Regions from separate parts of the Mus musculus genome. Here region 1 is linked to region 2. A link is a contact called in public Hi-C data. All regions are on one chromosome and are shown on one strand. The core of a region is the stretch at or near the end of the contact, and the rest is flanking DNA. Distances in the headings are between cores, read along the strand shown. Region 1 holds the start of Prkcb (protein kinase C, beta). Region 2 overlaps Prkcb (protein kinase C, beta).

Evidence for each region. Hi-C and Micro-C count contacts between places; a contact is called where the count stands out from the background.
Region 1: a Hi-C map of Th1 cells shows a contact between it and region 2, with 1.9 times the contacts expected there. The contact joins the promoter of Prkcb here to the enhancer-like site in region 2. A contact is called at or near these places in 14 of 39 promoter capture datasets (the 3T3-L1 cell line, the C10 cell line, HPC-7-derived erythroid cells and 9 more), 1 of 15 datasets of contacts at CTCF or cohesin (CD8 T cells), 17 of 484 Hi-C or Micro-C datasets (B cells, CD4 T cells, CD8 T cells and 10 more), 16 of 115 datasets of contacts at active chromatin or transcription factors (CD8 T cells, the SCID.adh cell line, T-cell acute lymphoblastic leukemia and 13 more) and 4 of 9 other capture datasets (adipose tissue, bone marrow-derived macrophages, liver and 1 more).

What each region holds. Positions count from the first base shown.
Region 1 is chr7:122,285,458-122,292,165 of GRCm38.p6, reverse strand. Prkcb (protein kinase C, beta) reads right to left here and starts at 3,041. Exons shown (of 17, transcript NM_008855.2): 1 at 2,649-3,041; 2 at 1,622-1,653. The coding sequence starts at 2,821. It overlaps Gm51497 (a long non-coding RNA gene), which reads left to right. Exons shown (of 3, transcript XR_003946872.1): 3 at 1-1,530.
Region 2 is chr7:122,411,328-122,418,852 of GRCm38.p6, reverse strand. All of the region lies in intron 2 of Prkcb (protein kinase C, beta), which reads right to left. Among named protein-coding and RNA genes, the nearest start is that of Gm51497, 120 kb to the right of the region's middle. Within about 2 kb of position 4,497, at least 54 of the 459 cell types and tissues checked have an H3K27ac peak or open chromatin away from gene starts, as enhancers often do. A contact at or near this core is called in CD8 T cells, DN3 thymocytes, Th1 cells and 5 more, where this site is marked.

The DNA.
Region 1 (6,708 bases), core at 1,792-4,291, 130 kb after region 2:
TGTCCCAAAGCCACCTCTGAGCACTGGGGTCTTTTGATTTTGCATGCAGCGCAATGGTGCAAAGCAAAGTTATCCATGGGCACTACTGTCTCACTTCAGGCTATTCCACACCCACACGCTTTCCTCTCCAGATTTAAGGCCAGTTCACAGGGTGGAGGATGGCAATTCGACCCTGAGAATACCTGTATTCCCAACACCTGGGAGACTAACAAAGAAAGACAGAAAAGCTTCCAGGACAAGGTCAGTCTGGGCACAAAGTGAATCTGAGTGAGAACGGGGAAGGGGGGGATAGGAAGGGGAGGGAAAAGGTAGGAGGGGGAGGAGGTGTTGGGAGGAGAAGATGCAGAACCACTTCTGACCAAACCCAACCACACCTGGCTTAAAGGGAGAGAGAGGGGCAAAACAACCCTGTAAATTCAAGAGGCAAAGGGGGTCAGAATTGTAGAAGGCCAGTGTTGAACAGAGACATAGCCTCGAATGTCTGCTCATTGGTAAAGGGATGACCTCAGTTCCAAATGATCGATTCAGCATGAAAGTAGAGTCAGTATTCAACAAGTTGAATGCTGTGTGTGTGTGTGTGTGTGTGTGAGAGAGAGAGAGAGAGAGAGAGAGAGAGAGAGAGAGACAGAGAGAGAGACAGAGAGAGAGACAGAGAGAGAAAGACAGAGAGACAGACAGACAGAGACAGACAGACAGACAGACAGACAGACAGACAGACAGACAGACAGAGACAGAGACAGAGACAGAGACAGAGACAGAGGGGAGAGAGAAATTCACAAACTATTTATGGCATTCTAAGGGTTAAACAAGGCCACATCTTTAGAGATTCAATTTAAAACCTATCTTTCCCCCTCTCCCATTTTGCATCAGAGCCTCTCTGGAACAAAGCAGGCACTCTCCTGAGCTACATTCCTCAGTCCACAGTCCATCTTGTAGGCACAAACCCTAGAGATAAGAGAGGCCACCAAGTCTCTGATATTTGATTAGGTACCCCTGGTTAAAATCATGGCTCTTGAGCTAGAATCAAGAACCCAGGTAAGGAGTCTCTTGGAGTCCTTCTTGTGCCTCCTCAGATGTTAAAAAGGGCAACCTCAGGCAGGATCCCAGAGGCACCCCATCTGGAACCACCGCTTTCAAAGAGAGAGGAGGCCCAGGGGAAACCACAGTTGCTTTTCTAGGGGGATGCGCCATCTGCAGATGGCAGCCACCTGCAAAGCAGGGGAAAGAGGCAGACCCTCCTACTGGGAGGTAAGGGAGAGCAATGAGCAAGAAAGGGCTGGAATTAGGAAGAAAGAGGTTCCCTCCACACACAAGAGTCCTTGAAGACATTTCATTTCTTAAGCAGGGCTGGCAGTCCTGAGAGAATGCTCAGATAGCAGCGGGATGGATGCACTTTTTGACTTTTAGGGCCTTCCAGGAGCTCCACTGGCCTTTCCTGGATGGTGCATCTCTGGCCCAAATACACACCCCTTAAAAGGACCCTTTGGTGGTGAAGGATTCCTAGCCTGGGAGGTCACTCTGACAGGCAGGATTACTTCACTCTGCCTAACTCGGCCACGTCTTTGAAGTCTGTATTACTCTCTCTTCCCACCATCGGCATCCACAGCGCCACAAAGCCTACCTTGACACTGGAATCCCTGCTTCCCGAAGCCCCTGTAAAAGCACAAGAGGGAGTATCAGTCTGAGGGGTCCAGTTACCAGCTAGTTTCACACAGTCGCCCTCTCCCTTCCCACTGTCCCTCTACCCCAGGGGCAACCTCCTAGCTACAGCCTGGTCTCCAAGGTGTCTTCCACCTTGGATGGGATTGGGAGGTACACTACCGGAGCTTGGCAGTAACCCCCACCTCACATCTCCCCTGCAGTACAGAGGCGACCACGACCACCAGGTGGCAGGATGCGAGGGTGCATTTCCGCCCGGGTGGGGGCGGAAGGCGGGCTGGATATTTGCCCAAGGAGATGCCGGGAGTACCCTCAAGGAAAGAGAAAAGGACCTGTCTAGGGGGAGGATGATAGGGACTTCACCACGGTGGTAACACCTGAGGGGCTAGGGGGCGGGGGGAAGGTCCCCCCATGCTTGGAGGGGCAGAGGGAAGAAAGGGGCCCTGCAGCGACTTGAGGGTGAGAACCAAGGAATGAAAGGGGTGCTCAAGACTCTGGAGGCGAAGTAAGAGATAACCCAGGGCACTGCTCTAGGGACGCAGAGGGAAGGATGCTCCACGCCCCGGGGAAGTAGAGGACACCCCAGAGAGCTGCCCCGGAAAGGAGGGGTGAGGGTGAGAGCTCCTCGAGCCCGGAAGGAGGCAGAAAGATCGGGAACCTCAGGCGAGAAAGACACCCGCGGAGCTGCCCTGCCGAGGAGGGACAGCCACACTGAGCCCTGAGCCAGGTGTCGAAAAGGCGCCTGCAGCGCTGTCCCTAGGCGCTCGGGCGACAGAGTGCAAGAGGGCAGAAGGCGCCTGGCGGCCAGCCGTCTGGGAGCAGAGAACCCAGCACCTGAGGGACTGGCCATCCGGGAGCGCAGGGCATAAGGGTCCAGCGGGATGGGGGTGATCACACGGCTCCTCCCCCCGGGGGCAACAACAGGGGTCCCCATGCGTGTCGCTGCCCTCTAGGGCCCCAGGCAGGTGGCCCGCGCGGCGCACTCTCACCAGATGAAGTCGGTGCAGTGGCTGCAGAAGGTGGGCTGCTTGAAGAAGCGGGCGGTGAATTTGTGGTTCTTCACCTCGTGCACGTTCTTCTGCCGGAGGGCGCCTTTGCGGGCGAAGCGCACTGTGCTCTCCTCGCCCTCGCTCGGCGGCGGCCCCGCAGCCGGGTCAGCCATCTTGCGCGCGCGGGGACTGGGGGGAGCCCCGAGAGGTGGCGGCCCCGGGGCGGCGGGACCGCGGGGCTGCAAGCCCGGAAAGGCGCGGGACTAGGCGGCCGCTGCTGCCGCCCGGGGACCGCAGGGCCGCGCTGCCCCTTCGCGCCGGCTCTGGCGGCGGCCGCGCGCGCGTAGCTGGGCTGTCACTCGCCCAGCTGCTGCCGCTGGTCCAGCTGTGCTTGGCACCGCTGGCCCCAGCTGCGGGGGAGGGAGGCGGAGCCCCAGTGTAACCCCGCCTCCCTCATTTGCATGAAACCCAGGCCCCGCCCAGAGCCGCCAGCTGCTTTACATATCGGCACCACCAGTACCACCAGCAGAGACACACACAGACACACACACACACATACACGTACACCGCAACCCGCAGGCCTCCCAGCCAAGTGTTCTTAGCCGCAGCGCTGCGGCGCGAGGACCGCAGTCTGCGCTGGACAGATCTGAGCCGCGCCCCTGGCACCCTGTCCTAGGCCCTGGGGTGCGTTAAGATGAGCACCTCGGTTGATCCAGCAATGACCAAACGCCTAAGGACCCAAGGGGCTCAAGGAGATGAGGGTTGAACAGGCTGGAAGCAGCCAGTTTCACCTTGGCCTCTGCAGAGACTGGTACCCAGCACCCTCCATCCATCATCCCATTGGTCATTCGGCATGCGTCTCCTGGAGGGATGGGCTTTCATTGTCACTCATCCGGAAAGGCCTGTGGCCACACACACACACACACACACACACCAAGGTCTGCAGAGGTAGGGGAGGACTATACATATATGCATATGTATATATGTATATATCCACCACAAAGACTTGTCTCCACTTGCTCGAACACTTAGAACTCTCTCCACAAAAAGACAGTTTCCCCAACCCCAAAATGGCTGGGCTAATGATGACAGGAGACAAATTTAATAAATGAGCGTTTCCCTACATTTCATTCACTTTTGTCCCTTCTGGTCATACTTGTGCAGTCTGTTAAAACAAAAGTCTATGTGATTGGAAATACCTAGGTTTGTGTGGGTTAAGATCTCCCCAGGTGCTGTCCTCACACCTGGGGCCTTCTTGTATTTGTTAGGAGAGATTTCAAATGTTCAGGGAACATTAATATCCAACGCCATACTCCCCTTGATGCCACTTGAAGGATGGGAAGATAACCAATGATACGACATTGCATGTTATATAAGGCACTGCATCTAAATCTCCCTCTGGTGTGATGCTCTACAGCCTGGGGATGAAAAATGGCATCTGACCGAACTCTTCCACACGTCCCCGGCATTGTTAATGACACCTTCATGTCTCCTGGTGTTGAGTTTAGCATCTGACAGCTCCTACAAGCCCAGTGAGCACTGCTTGAGTAAGTAACAGAATGGAAGAAGGTTACCTGTACCATGCATGACCTGTAAATGTGCAAAAATTAAAACTAAACATACAGGGTGTCAGGGAGGCTTGTGCACTGTCTCATTCGGTCACAACCATAACCTGTATAGACCAGGTAAGTTCTGTGAATAAGCAAAATTAGATGGAAGTGAGTAAGGGGTACACAGTCTCGGGGTTGTACAATGGAGGCTGTCCAGACTACAAAGTGCACTGGTGACAAAGGGTTGGGCCTCTGTAGTGGCAGAGCCTGGATACCACTCTGACAATTCCTACTGGGAGCTCCTGAGCAGAGAGTCACAGTGAGGTGTCTAGCAACTGCATGGTGAGCTATATACCTATAATAATACAGTGTCCTTCCCCTACATAGTAATGCAAAGGTAACAAGGGGGAAAAAGGCATTCACTTTTAAGGTTGGCATGTTTGGGAAACTGGATGTCCCTGGCTATTCTTAGTCTTTTGAGAGGCTCCAGCACCTCCCAGGGAGACTTGGGAAAACATCCCAGGAGACATTGCTGCTGAAGGAGATTTCCTTTGAAAGATGAACTGGAGGCTCACAGCCCACATCCTGTCTTTTGAACCAAGTGCTCTGAGTGACTTTGGTCTGTAACAACAAACTACCTCATGGTGTCTAGGCCTGGAGCCGCATTGCTGCTGTCCTAAAAGCCATTCCATTCCTGGAAGAGCTGTGTGAAGAGAGGCTGGAGACTCAGGTTCCCAGAGGACCCAGATATCTACAGGTTAAAGTTCAAACTGTGGCCTTTGAATACTGGTTTTTGTTTTGTTTTGTTTTGTTTTGTTTTGTTTTGTTTTGTTTTGTTTTGCCAGCCCAGTGATCTTCCTTTCTTTTTATTGTTCACACTATAGTATTTTACCTAAATATCCAAATTATAAGTTCTCTGGTGGTGGGAGACAATGGAGCTTGCATCTCTGAGTTCATCTATTCATTTGTTCACTCGTTCAACAAAAATTACATGTGCCATTCCAGACACTAAAATAAGCCAGATAAAAGGTTCTGCCTTCATGGAACGTATGAACCAATTAATGAGACTGAGGAATGATAATCTATCAATTAACAAATCTCTACCAAGTGGTGTGAAATCTGTCCTGTAAATAAAAATGAATCATATAATCATAAATTATAAATTATGGTGAAAAAAATAACAGTATCCAAGGAAGCCCTTTATAACTAGGCTTATCTAAGAGAAAGCTTGAATGAAGTGATGGTGAGCAACCATGGCCCTGTCTGAGGCTAGAATTTTCTAAATAGATAAAAGAATAATGACAAAGGATTTAGCTCATCGTGCTGGACAAAAGCAAGGTGGTCTCTGTGTCTGAGATAGAAAAGAGGCAGCAGTGCTGGGCGGTGGTGGCACACGCCTTTAATCCCAGAACTTGGGAGGCAGAGGCAGGCAGATTACTGAGTTTGAGGCCAGCCTGGTCTACAGAGTGAGTTCCAGGACAGCCAGGGCTGTACAGGGAAACCCTGTCTCAAAAAAAGAAAGAGAGAGAGGGAGAGGGAGAGGGAGAGGGAGAGGGAGAGGGAGAGGGAGAGGGAGAGGGAGAGGGAGAGGGAGAGGGAGAGGGAGAGGGAGAGGGAGAGGGAGAGGGAGAGGGAGAGGGAGAGGGAGGGAGGAAAGAAGGAAGGAAGAAAGCAAGCAAGGACGGAAGCAAGCAAGGAAGGAAGGAAAAGAAAAGAAAGGAAAGGAAAAGAAAGGAAGAGGAGAGGAGAGGAGAGGAGAGGAGAGGAGAGGAGAGAAGAGAAGAGAAGAGAAGAGAAGAGAAGAGAAGAGAAGAGAAGAGAAGAGAAGAGAAGAGAAGAGAAGAGAAGAGAGGCAGCAACTATTAAACAATGAGATGTGGCCTGATACAACACAGGTTCCTCTTAAAGATCACCCTGGATACCACATGGGAAAAGGCTTTAGACAAGGAGAATGGAGGCAGAGAGAGCAGTGGAGAGGTCCTTTAAAACGATGAAGCAAGGGAGGACAACATGACATGGTGTTCCACAAGCCTGAAGAGCAGAAAATGAATGTGTGTGTCCAGGTCTCCGGGCCCCCATTCTGGTCACCTCTACCCATTAAGGAGTAAACGCTGGGCATTTGGTAGACATCAGACGTAAAGGGAAACAGGTTGTCCTGCATTGTAATGGAGTCAGGGTGTCTTCAAACCAGAGTTCATTCTTAATGTTGAGTACATGAATTCTACAGCAGCCAAAAAAATCACAAAATGGAGTGGCTACAGATAGAAGTGCATTGTTGTTACATTTAACAGAGGGTAAAAACTCTAAATCAGAGACTGGAGAGATGGCTCAGTAGTTAAGCATACTTGATGTAAAGGACCTGGGTGCAGGTCCCAGCATCTACATGGTGGCTTACAGCACCATAACTCCAGTGTCAATAGTTCCTAGAACCTCTTTGACCTACTTAGGCACCAAGCACATGCATGGGTACACATACATACAGGCAGGCACAACACTCATACACATAAAAT
Region 2 (7,525 bases), core at 3,248-5,747:
AATGTGCCAGGTCCCACGTCCACACAGGTAGCTGGAGGAAGCCAAGAATCCCTACATGTTCCTCTCTGTGCTTAATTACTCCTCAATGTCCTGGGAGGGAAAGCCTGCAGTCTGGAACCTTCCCAACCCAGTCTAGAGAGCTGTGTAGAATACTCAGTGGGGTTCCAAACACATGCCTCTGAGTTAGGTTGACTGACAAGAACACACAGGGAAAGGAGAGAGAAAGGTCCCCAGCTCCATCCATCTCCACACTTTCCTTGTACATGAAAGGCCATAAAGGCTCACACGCTGCCTCCACAGCAAGATGCCTATGTCCCAACCAGAGGAACTCTGATTGTCATCTTGCGGGGGGGAAATGGCCTCTGCAGATGTGATTAAGCTGAGGACTCTGCAGAGGGGAGAGACACTGACTTATGGGAGCGGGCTCAGTGGAACCACCAGACTCCTTCTAAGATTCCTTTTTAAGAAGGGTCAGTTGGAGAATGCTCTCTGATGGTGGAAGCAGAGGTTGGCGTGGTGTTCTTGCAGGAAGGAACGTGACCAAGGAATGTGGGTGGCCCAAGGCAGTTGGAAAAGGCAATGAACAGAGTGTCCCCTCCGGTCCCCCATAAGGAGAGCAGCCAGCTGACACCTTGACTTTAGTCCTAACAAAGCCATTTTTAGACTTTGGTCTGGAGAGCTGTAACTTTGTATCATTTTAGGCACCTGTGTGTCTTTGGATGTGTTACAATGGCTTGAGGAAACTAATACACTAACTAAGAATTAGAAGCATATGATTGATGCTATAAACACCAGACAGCTGAAGCAGAGACACTTCCAAGGGGCCTCTGTGGGGTAACTGTCCCAGGAAAGTGCCAAATCTGCAATTCTACTTCTCTCTCAACACCCACTTCTAAGCACCGTTATACTTTGGATTCCAGGACAGTACAGAGGGATCCAGTTTTATTCTTCATTTTGATCTTGACCCCCCACTTCCATCCAGTTCTCACTGGGTCAGTGGTATAAAGCTAGCATTCTTGCATGTCCATTCATGCTTCATAATTCCTATCAATGTGAGATAGAAATCCTAACATTAGTTGTGGCTAGCTATGGTGGGAGGACAAGAGACCCTGAGTACTTTCCTAGGTTCTCACCTCTCTCAGGATGTCCCAAGACTGCCAGCCCTCAAAAAGGAAGTCTACCATTGGCAGAGGATATTGATTACATCTCAGGAAGCAGGTGGATCTCAGCTTAAACCTCCAATTGGATACAAACATGTATTTTGTACTTCTCTGAACCGCAATCCCCTTTTCCAAGATGGAAATAATAATAATACTGGCTCTTATGACACTATTAATGATACTCAGCTATGCTTGCACACAGGAGCCTAGGATAACTGTCTCCTGAGAGACTTCTTCCAGCAGAGGATGGAAATAGATGCAGAGACCCACAGCTAAACATTAGGTGGAGCTTGGGGAGTCTTTTGGAAGATTGGCGGGGGGGGGGGCGGGGGGGGATAGAACTGAGTGAGCCAGAGGGGTCAAGGACACTACAAGGAGACCTACAGAGTGAACTAACCTGGGCCGAGGGGGCTCACAGAGCCTGAACCACCAACCAAAGAACACACAGGCCCCATACACATTTGTAGCAGATGTACAACTTGTTCCTCATGTGGGTCCCCTAACAATTGGAGTGGGGGCTGTCTCTGACTCTGTTGCCTGCCATCGGATCCCTTCCCCTTCCTGGACTGCTTGGTTGGGCCTCAGCAGGAGAGGATGTGTCTAGTCCTGCTGGGACTAGATGGGCCAGGGTGGTGTGGTACCCAAGAGGAGGAAAGGGGGTGGGGTAATGGGGGGATTTATAAAGGTGTGACTGGAAGGGGCTGCAATTAGGATGTAAAGTGAATAAAAATAAATTATTGAAAATAATAATACCTGCTCTTATAATACCATTAGAAAGCTCAAATGAGAACACATGTTCCACGGGCAGGGTGGGAAAGAGCACCTGGCTTACACTGTCAGCACACGGGTTCTGCTTGACTGGATGATCTTGGTTTTGTCTGAGAAGGATGGTCCTTTCCTTCTAGGTCAGAGATGAACTCTAGAGCCCAAGATAAAGTAGGATTCCTCCCTCCCCAGCTGAAATACAACAGCCTGGTCCACCTTCTCCCGCTACCTGGCCTCGTGGCATTAAGAAAGACTCAGGAGTCATATGTGATAACTAGAATCCCAGTGCCTGGAAGGCTGAAGCAGGAGGATTTCTAACTTGAGGTGAGCCTGGGATACATAGCAAGATGTCTGTCTGTCTCGTCTGTCTGGGGGAGGGGGAAGGAAAGAGGGTAAAAGAGAGGGAAGGAGAGAGGGAGGAAGAGGGAGGGGAAGAGAGAGAGAAAGAGAGAGAGAGAGAGAGAGAGAGAGAGAGAGAGAGAGAGAGAGAGACAGGTTTTCGAACCTGTGCCCAATGACAGCCCGGAGAAGGATCTCCATTCTATCCCCAGGGAGGCTGACAACCACAGGCCCTTTGCCCAAGGTCATTCAGCTAGTGGTTGGTGATACTCTATTGGAAACTCGGCCTGCCCTCCTCGGGAGCCCACACCCCCCACTGGTGCAGGCACACGTGTGTCTATCATTCATCGCTCTGTTCCAGGAGAGCTCCTTCCCCGCTCCACTCACCCCCGCCATTCAGTCACTTGCTGAAGCCCACTGATTCTTCCTGCACAACATCCTTTGCAGCAGCTCCTCCTGCGCGTTCCCCCCTGGCTCCCCCTTAGCTGCCCTCAGTAACTCAGAGAGGGCGGCTCGGTAATAAAGCCTCGGCTGGGCTCCCCAGAGCCTCATCAGCCTGTCTTGATATCTCATCTCTGTGAGCCAAAGTTTCCATAACCGTAGAAGAGATAGGACTGCGATGCCACATAATTGTCAAGAAATCTAAATGAGATGTCATGTGTGAATGTGAAGCAGCAGGGGACAGAATAAAATATTCTCTTAAGAGAGATTCATTTACTTTCTTCCAGAATTGGGGGTGGGGTGGGGTGGAGGTGGGCGTGTTCAGAACACAAGCTCTGTAGCCAAATGGTCTGGACCAGGTACCATGACTTATCAGCTCTGTGACCTTGCAGATGCTTATTACGGTTGCTCTGTACCAACAATCTGGCGTGTAAACTTCGGGTGATAAGTCTACCTTTTATAACAGAGCTGTGATGAGGATTCGCTGAGTTCATCCTGACTCAGTGTATGGACACAGTCACTTCCTAATAAAGGTCAAGTGTTGTCGATTGCACTCCCACACACTTCCTCCCACTCCTCGCAGCCTACACACTTGTAGAAAACTCACTCTCTGGGTGACCCAGCCATGGTATCACTTTCCTGCTCTGACCATCCACTCGCTGCCTGTGGTCTAAAGTTATGTCATCCACCATGGTGGCAGCTAACTCCAAAGGGGTGGGGTGGGGCGGGGCGGGGCAGGGGACTATAAAAATCTAAGACAGTTAAATAAAACTTAAAATCTGTTCATCATTCTTGCTAACTACATTTCTAGTGCTTAACAACTCTTGTGGCTAGGAGTTCTTGTATTGGGCTAATATAGATGTAAGGTGTAGTTGTTACTGTATACGTCTCCGTGGATAGAAACAGCCTAGGGGATAAAGTACACGTCTTAAGCTGGGCTCCCATCCGTAGTGTAATTACTGTGCAGCTTAGCTCTTTTCTCCTCTTGCCCTGCTGCCTTCCCTTCCTGTCAGGCCAGTGACAGACACATGTTATTACAGATTGCATAGGTCCTCTATTATGCATGTTTGTTCCATCAACGTATCTGCACCAACAGCCTACCACACGCAGTCCACAGATGAAAAAGTGGGCAGAGGAACCTGCCCTTTAAGCAGCAGACTATAGGCCAGACTGGAATAGAACCAGCACATTATCTAAAAACAATTCACTCGACATTCCGGTGGGGCAGGTGATGGTTTGCTCATCTTACTACCTTGATGCAGGAGTTGCAAGCTCAGATGTTTGCAAAGGCCAGGCCTGCTGGCTAAGTGAAGTCAGCCTGGGACTCAGCCAGACTGGGCTGAACTGAAGAATACAGGTCTTTCCAAAGGACACTTGGCTGCACACAAGGGTGGCTCTGGGTTCATGAACGCGGATGCCAGAGAGGACGTTTGCTAAGCGTCATGGAAGCAAATGCATTAGGATTAATGTGTTTGCATGCCACCAGCTTACAGACTCTGCCTTTGCTGCTTATTCTAGTTCAAGCATTTCCACCTCAGGCAATATGTTGCTGAAGCAAACAGCGCCCAAGCAGGGGACAGGAAGAAGGCCATGTGGCTGTGACGAGGAGTAATTGGATCGTACAATCCTTAATTTTAAAAAAGCATGAATGAATGGATGGATGGATGATGAATGATTCAACAAGTTGGCTCATTTGGTTACCTTCACACCCAGAAACCCAGCATCACAGCTGAGTCAAGAGGTTGCAGCTGAGGCTGTGGGCGCTTGGTGCTGTGTGTGAGTTTGTAAGGGCAGGAAGTGCCCTCACCTTATACGCCACGGAAGTTCAGAGGTCTTTCAGAGCCCTGTTTGGCAACTTCTCCATATGCAGCGAGTATTTTGTTGAAAAGAGTGCGCTCCGCTTGCGGCTTAAAAACTTGAACACTGCCAATTCAAAAACCACTGTTTTGTGTCATTTCCGGAAGAAACTCTTCTTTGCAGCTCCTTATACAATCCTTGGATAAACCCTAGATCTTGCAAAAACATCCTCTGCATATGGGAGTCCATATGTAGGTCTATATGTGTACAATCAACCCTCCATATGCAAGGGTTCTATATCTGACGATTCCATCAGCCAACTATCAAAAATATTTGGGAGGAAAAGTCTGCATCTGTCCTGAACTTGTACAAACTTGCCTCCTGACGTTACTCCCTAAATGATGCACCATAAAAACTATCTGCATAGGATTTCCATTGCACTGGGCGTTAAAAGCAATCTTGAGATATCTACACAATTCAGGAGGGTGAGGGTCGATTTCAAGCCAACACTAAGCCATCTGCAAATGAATCTTAACTACTGGAATATTTGGGGAATCCAAGGGCATTCCTGAAACCAATCCTCAGCTATTCCCAGGATATCTGTGTGTTGTCTAAGAAACATTCCTATTTCCTTTTTTCTTTTTTTTATCTATATCCTTGATGTTTTACCTGTAGGATATCATTGCCTGGTTTTCAGCATGGCTTCACACTCTAACCCCCCCCCCCTCCAGGGAGCTGTTTATAAAAGTGTTCAGTCCCTAAGATTCTGGTTTAGTGGAATTGGTGAGAGGTGAGGGCAGGCGTTGGTGCATTGAGAAAGCTCCCTAAGCAATTCGGAAGCACTTGGAGAGTTGAGCATCACGCCTCAGCACATGCCTCCACCACCTGCTTGTTCCCAAGTGAGCACATCCAAGAGCCTGTTCCTCTTCGCTACGGAGACAACAGCCCCATTCTGTTTCCACAGCTGCACCTTACCCCATCATATGGGTAGGCTACCCAATCACATAAGGCATTCCTAAAATGTCAAGGATTCCTTCCTTGGTAAGGAAGGAAGAAGAGACAGAAAATTGCTTATCGGAACCATGCCCTAAGGAGGGAAGACAGAAGAAGGGGCAATCACCCTCCAGTTGAGAGCAATTGCAAAGTGCTCCTTTACAGAGTGACTTGGCCCACAGGAGGTAAGGAATGGGCCTCAGTAAAGGCCCCAGAATAAATAAATACAGGGAAAGAAACTTCTCCCACATCCTCCCTCTGCTTTTAAGAACTCTGGAGGAGTCAGACCCAGGAGGACCAGGGTAACACGTGGAGGTTGTTCTTGGCTATGTCCTCTATTTGTTGTTCACACCTTGAAGATGCCAATGCCTACAAGGAACACTAGCATGCCTTTGCTCATTCGTCATAGTGCCCTTAGACCACGAGAAGCCAAATCAAAGTATGACAGACATCTCTTGCTTCTGCCTGACCAGCATCTATCCCCCACTCTTTTCTGAGGAATCACCCCCCCCCACACACCCATAATTTGTGTGTGTTATCAAAGGCTCCCCTCATCCTCTGGCTCAAACACTGAATGTAGGTCCTAGGCTACCGTGTGGATTTAGGGATGGACAAGTCACTCGAGCCTTCTGATGAGAATCAGCACTGACACTTCTGCTGGAACTACTAAGAGGAGTATTTGCTAGTCAAGTTGCTCAGCTGCTAAGGAAGAACTTATATATCTGTCATGTTTATTATCAAATGCTCACGTGCGTGTGTGTGTGTGTGTGTGTGTGTGTGTGTGTGTGTGTGCACAGAGTGGGGGAAAGGAGTGAGGGAGGGGGAAAGGTAGAGGAAAGGAGGGAGAGGGGAGGATGGAGAGAAAGAGGACTCTATCAACCAAAGGCAAGAGACTGGAGGACAAGCAGCAGAAGGCCCTGTTTTCTCAGTAATTTGTGTGCTCCCATAAATCAACATTCCTACTGAGGAGACAGCTGCTATCAGCATTTGCTTCAGCCCATGATGGGGGACCAAAGGAAGCTGGGATACGATGTCCCATCTTCTCCATGATTTTTCTGTGTGTTGCATTCCTTGACAAAGACCACTGGACTCAGGAATCTGCTTGGGTGACAGAAAGTGTCAGGAGACTCACAGTTTGACAGGTGCCCCATATCCATGGGTGCCTGGTATTTGGGTTTCTTTTCAGCAAGTCCCTGTTGGACTGACACATCCACCTTCTGGTCCCATCAACACCCTGCCCTCATTGGTGAAGGAAAAGATGCACGGCCCCGAGGTCATGCCCTTTCTTGACAAGAAAATGAGTCACATCCATCATGTTTTTGCCTCCAGAGTTACACGGTTTGGAGCCAGGAGATAAATCCACATCAATCCCAGCCCCTTTCGAAGGCAGACGGAGAAAGCTTCCGTGGCTGCAGGTGAAACTGTAGCCCTGACTGCAAGGAGGGTGGCTACCTAAATAATAACAAACCAGATCAACAACCAGGCCCAGAGACCACAAAGGGCTTTCGCTGGCCTTACCCAGCATGCACTCCTTCCCTTTAGGAAGTCATCCTTCTCCTACTGTACGCAGTTCCTATGAGGGTGTCAATCACCAATCCAGCTTTCCTTGCTCGCAGCCCAACATTCCCATGTCTAGTGAATCATATTCTCTCTCTGAAATTTGATCTGAGGCTGAGAGACACAGGGGTGGGAACAACTGGAGCTGATTCACCCCGCTAATATCACCATGTAAAGGCCAAGTGTCCATCCCATCCCACACCCCACCCCAGGGTGGCCTTCCGATGCTTGGCTCTGCCTGTTTGTGCAGCTCCATCTCTTCCCAGTCATTTAGTTGCTCCTTGAGGTAACTACAGTCCACTTGCGTTGCTTGCAAACGATCGTGAACCCTGACCAACTGGAAGATGCCTGGTCTGTCCTCGTGTGAATGGAAGACGTAGGATATCTTTTTAAGAACATCTTCAAATAATGGTCTCCAAGTGTATTGCAGACTCCCATGGCCAGAGCCTCCTCTCCTACAGACCCCTCCAACA